Regions from separate parts of the Mus musculus genome. Here region 2 is linked to region 1. The links are chromatin contacts, called in public promoter capture Hi-C maps. All regions are on one chromosome and are shown on one strand. Each heading gives the region's core, a stretch centred on a gene start, on an enhancer-like site or on the middle of the called end of the contact. The rest is flanking DNA. Distances are from core to core; before and after follow the strand shown. Region 1 holds the start of Orc3 (origin recognition complex, subunit 3). Region 2 holds the start of Mob3b (MOB kinase activator 3B).

Region 1 (2,700 bases), core at 148-2,647:
CTTGCCTTCTTGGGATAAAGGTCAGCAGAGAGTCGTGGTTAACAGCTAGAAAGGACGAGTAAAGATAGAGAAGGGTCTTTAAAGCATGGCCGCTTCCTTAATTGAGCAAGCTGTGCATAAAAGCCTGCGATCATCTCTTTGGTGAGCCAATGGGGCGTGCACAGCCAATGGAGAAAACCTGAGACACCGGCACCCTTCCCCACCCTCATCCAGCCACAGGCTCCCCAACTCTGGATTTCCCGTCCCTCATTCCGGAGGATAGGCCTGCCTTAATAAAAACAGTTTCACTCTGCCTCTGTCTTCTTTCTCTCTTGCATTTTGTCTTTCCCAGACAGTCAGTTGTTTTTTGCTTGTACCATGCAATGAACTCAGCTAACAGCAGAATTGCCATTACACCTGCAGCTCCCTGGCTAACCAACCTAGCTAAACGGGTAAACTCCAGGTTCGGGGAGAAAATCTGCCTTAGGGGAGAGGGGGGAAAGGTGGACAGTGACTGGAGGAAACACAGGCAACCTGTGGCCTGTCCTCATGAAGGAACATACAAACACAGACACACAGATAACACATTAAAGTCATCTCTGTAGGCTGGAGCTTAATTCCCACAGAACTACCTAAGAAGTATATGCACCATCTTTCAGAATTGTCTAAAACAACCCAGCCACAGCGGGCCTAAGTCTGTGCTAGCACTAGCAAACTCCAGGCAGGATAGGCTGCGCTAAACACGCGAGGAGTACAGGTCAAGTGTCTTTCTCCACCTTATTTGAGGCAGACTCTCACCGAACCAGAGGCTGGAGCCACCGGTTTCTGTTTCCACCTCTCAGAAGTGTGGTTTCAGACTTCCTTAGCTATGCAGGTTTTTCAACCTAGGTTCTGGAAATTCAAACGCAGGCACAGATGCTTGTATAGCAGGCACTTCACCCGCGGAGCCATCTCCGCAGCCCTTAGCATGCCTTTTAAATCATCTATTTTATCCAATGGTCTCCAAGTCCGGATTTAGAGCTTTTCCTCGGGAGAGCATCGCCTACAGGTTTAGTAAGCTACAAAATTTCTTATTCGAGATATATCCTACCAGGTTATTCATGAGAGCAAATAAAGGGCATAAACGAAGGAGGAACATTAATTTCTACAGGGTCTAATCATGGCCTCTGGACAGTCCGCCCAGGTTAAAGCATTAAGAACGGGAAATGAGAAGACAGTGAGCACTCAGGGCTCTCGAGGATCTTCCCACTCCGCAGCGCAAGGAGGAGGCAGGGTCGGCCTAGGCTGCACCCTCCGGCCCTGGCTCCCGCTGGCTCGCCGCTCTGGACTGTACCTGACAGGCGATCGACCTACGAAAGCCACACGCCATGCCTCCCTTTCCCGCACGCCCCGCCTCCGCGCCGGAAGTCGCCTCTGCTTCCGCCAGGGCGCGCGGAAGTGTGGAGTGCGCATGCACACGGGGCCGCGGACTATGGCCACCTCCTCCGTGTCTAAGGTACGTGGGGGTGGCGCTCGCCTCAGATTCGCGGTGCCTGTTTGGCAAGTCCGACGAGGTTTGATGGGCATCAGCTCTGGCTCCGCGGAGAACAGGACTCGGGCGGCTTTGCCCAGGTCCGGGTTCGAGGCAAGCTTTGCTCTGGGCAACTAGGCCATGGCGCCAAGGCTAGGAGAGCGGCTGCCCCCAGAATGTGCTGCGTCCTGCCGCTTCCCCCACTCTTCCCCCTCCATAAATTCACACTGTGCTTTAAGTTACCGAGATGCAGATGGAGGCAAAAATAGATTTCTGTTCCCAGAAATACTCATAAGCAGCTGATCTTGAATTGGCTCATTAGCAAGGAGAAAAGTTCTAAGAGAGGAGGGACGAACCAAGGTTTCTGGGAGACCGAGGAAATTCTTGGAGAAAGTGACAGTTTGGCTAAGGTCTGAAAAATAAGAATCTTGGCAAAATATAAAGCATTAGTTTGGGAGAGCAGAATAAGATGGTCTTTGCCTTAGAATGTAGAAATAAAAGAGCGTATTAAGTAAAAAGAGCAGTTTAACCCGTGAGTGGAGAGAGGAGCATTAGGAAAAACCAGAATAAAAATGTAATTCAGATGAGTGTTTTGAGGGGTTGTGGACTACTCGATGGCAAAGGAGTGCTAGTCAAATTGTAGTTTGTAAGAGGAGAAATCCTAGGCTTGTATTGCCCCCTAGGAGCCTGTGGCTACATCTGGAATTAAGATAACTTAAAATTAAGTTTACCATTAGCAACCATATTTCAAGAATATCAAACAGGGCAGCAGATGGAAAAGAAAGGTCTATTGGTCTGTGCTGCTATGCCTTGTAAAGTAAGACTTGACTCCTGTTCTAAGAACAGAAGGACACTCCTGAAGGAAGCTGAAATAACAGACTTCTGAAAGGTTTCGTAATTGGGGCTACAGGGGAACACTGAAGTGGGCTGTCTTCTTTTATAACAGGTCTGTTAGGGGTGATGTTAACATCAGAATCAGGCAGGCAGGCAAGCAGGCAGGCAGGCAGCAACACAGCAGAGCCAGTGAAGGGAACTCTGGCCCACGGGGCAGAGTGAGACCCCTTCAGTGTTTTTACGGGGTGAACCCGCTGGAGGACATTGAAATGCTCTCTGGTTTTGGCGCACAGCCCACTAGGTTGTTGCTGGAGGTAAGCAGCGAATGACTCCTCAGTTTGTGAAGTTTAGGTGATAGATATACACTTTTTCTAACT
Region 2 (2,700 bases), core at 182-2,681, 540 kb before region 1:
ACACTAATATAGGGAGTGAGCAAAAAGCAGTATTTGTGTGTGTGTGTGTGTGTGTGTGTCTTATGGTGATACATTTCATAGAGAAAACTGGAGTGGGGTATCTGAGAAGGGATGTCTTGGGGGGGATGAATGGGGTTGAAAGGGAGGCCTCTGAGGAAAGAAATGGAGGGAAAAGGGTAGTCTCTGAGCCATGATGTGACTGAACAGTTAAGAAGACTGTCCCAGGCAGGGAGCATAGCAAGTGCTAAGGCCCCGTAGCAGGAGTTTTCCAAGCATTTGTGTGAGCCAAGTAAGGCACCACATATAGAGAGACTTTTGTGATGGAAAGGCTAACAGGAGTCGAGTATGGAAATATATCTCCTAAATTTCACCTAATTTACTTTCATTCTTTCAAACGTGTAGCAGAAGTTACGGAATGTGATCGCTAATCAAGTCATTTGATACTACCCAGCCGGCACACATCAAGATGTTTATAGGAGAATAAAAGCAGGTTGACACATCCACCTCATTTTTTTTTCTTTCAGTTCATGTTTGAAGACTCCTCCCAAGAACTAAGAGTACGTCTCATAATTGGTTTACTCATAATCACCCGGCGAGGTAGTTACGACTTCCACGCATTTTTGTCATGGTTTAATGCTGCTTTCCAAGGTGTTTCAGGCAGTCCACGGCATTTTACAGCTGGCAGAACATTTTGGAGAAGCGTAAGTCATTTGGCCCTTTCTGGATGCCTTGGAAAAAGCTCTTGTGGACTTCAGTTGGGGTGTCTATGGCTGTGATAAAACAGCATGACCAGAAGCAACTGGAGGAGGCAAGGGCTTATGTGGTTTATGCACAGTCCGCCGCAAAGGGAAGTAAGAACAGGAACTCAAGGCAGTTACCTGGAATCAGGAACTGAAGCAGACGCCATGGAGGAATGCTGCTCGCTGGCTTGCTTCTCATGGGATTTTAACCTTCCACCTAGGGCCCTGCTGGCTTCCTTCTCACAGGCAACAGCTTCTGGGACAGGAGATAAAGAGTAAGCTCCTCCAGCCGGAGCAGCGATGCTTGTAGATCCACGCGAGGCGCTTTCTTATACCCACCAGCACTACCTGCCCAACGCTGGCACAACCCACAGTCATTAATCAAGAAAATGCTGGACAGACTTATTAATAGGGTATTTTATGAGGGGTTTTTTTTTTAAGTCAAAATTCCCTCCTAAATATATCAAGGTTGTGTCAAGTTGACAAAGACCAACCAGGACAGCAGCATCTTTTCTACTCTGACATCTTTCTACCTACATTGGGCAGCGGACCAAAGTTGAGAGACTTAGACTGCTCATTGTCTCAGGCTCTTGTGGAGATTAGAGGATCCTAAGGGCAACAGGACTCCTCTTGCCCCCGCGTAGCTGCCTTTCCAGAGAAGGCCACCAGGGGACTCCGCTCTGAGCCGGTGAGTTGCAGTGGCGCCCGGGCGAGCTGCGCGGCGCGCTGGGTGCATGTGGGGGCCGCACCAGAGCCGTGGTCGCTGCATCTGGAGTCACGCGTGCTGGTCAGAAACCCCTCGCGTGAATCTGCAAGCATCGCTGCTCTGGCTGGAGGAGCTCACTCTTTTTCTCCGGCTCCAGAAACTGCTGCCGGCGTGAAGGAAACCAGCAGGGCCCTAGGCAGAAGGTTAAAACCCCACGGTAAGAGATCCTTCCAAGAGTGGTGTGGAGGCGCAGTCGCAGCTTCCCGCTTCGGATTGTGTCCTGGAGGGCCGAGGTGCGGGGCACACCTAGGGAGGATCAGTCGTGCGGACCCCAGTCCTCACCCCTCCTCCGCGAGCTTCCGGGGTTGGAGTCTGGTTTAGGCAGTACGGGCTTCTTGGCTTTCCTCTGCCTCCGGGTACGCACTTCCCGGGCTGGAATGTGAGTCCAGTTCCCACCCAGGGGGTCTGTGGCTTTGATCTGAAATACACCCCCTCCCTCCCCCTAAAGGGTGCAGATCTCACCCGGGACCCATTCTGAATCTCAGATGCGGGTGGGGTGCGCGTCGGCCTGAAGCGGCGGGAAGAGAAACTTTTACAAAGTGCATCTAAACAGGGCAACGCTCCTGGATCCCAGAGCAGGCTCGGCGTGGGGCTGTGTAGGGAGGGCTACAGCGCAGTCTCGATTTGTCCTCCCTGGCTACCTATGCCTCATCAAGGGAGGTATTAAGAATAAGTAAATTTTGCTCAACTTTTGGACCAACAACTGTCAAACATCTGGGATCGTTGCTCCTCCCTTTTCTGCACCGGAGAAGGTGAAAACTAAACTTTCCCTTCATTTCTCCTCCCCACCACTGGACCCCCAGGATGGGGTTGTTAATGGTAAAGAGCGGTTCCCGCCTCCTGGAGCGTGGCAGAGGCTCTAGACCACTCAGATTTCTTCCAGCCCCCTTTCAGACCCTCTGCAAGTCTTCCCCGCAGAGACGGGGCGACAGAGCCATTCTCCTGTAACCCAGTGAATGGCCTTTTGTTTCTCTGCGGTTCCACTATTGTTGCGCCTCTTAACATCTGGTGGGGCTCCAGCGGGGAAGGAAGTCCCTTTCGCCGCTCGCGGGGCCTTTCACGCTGGCCTTTGCGCAGGCTCGAGTCCGGGATCCCCGCTGGGGAAGGACAGAGTTCGGGACCTGGCTAGGCCGCCCCACCCGGGGCTTGTGGTTAGAGGGCGGAGGGAAAGTTGTTCCTGAGCCCGCCTCCTAG

What was found. Capture Hi-C pulls out chosen DNA fragments and counts their contacts.
Region 2: a promoter capture Hi-C map of liver shows a contact between it and region 1. The contact joins the promoter of Mob3b here to the promoter of Orc3 in region 1. A contact is called at or near these places in 1 of 39 promoter capture datasets (liver), 1 of 484 Hi-C or Micro-C datasets (CD4 T cells), 4 of 115 datasets of contacts at active chromatin or transcription factors (bone marrow-derived macrophages, embryonic stem cells, memory CD8 T cells and 1 more) and 2 of 9 other capture datasets (adipose tissue and liver).

What each region holds. Positions count from the first base shown.
Region 1 is chr4:34,613,639-34,616,338 of GRCm38.p6, reverse strand. It overlaps Orc3 (origin recognition complex, subunit 3), which reads left to right and starts at 1,397. Exons shown (of 20, transcript NM_015824.4): 1 at 1,397-1,474. The coding sequence starts at 1,430. It overlaps Rars2 (arginyl-tRNA synthetase 2, mitochondrial), which reads right to left and starts at 1,382. Exons shown (of 20, transcript NM_181406.4): 1 at 1,313-1,382. The coding sequence starts at 1,348.
Region 2 is chr4:35,156,215-35,158,914 of GRCm38.p6, reverse strand. It overlaps Mob3b (MOB kinase activator 3B), which reads left to right and starts at 1,431. Exons shown (of 4, transcript NM_178061.5): 1 at 1,431-1,663.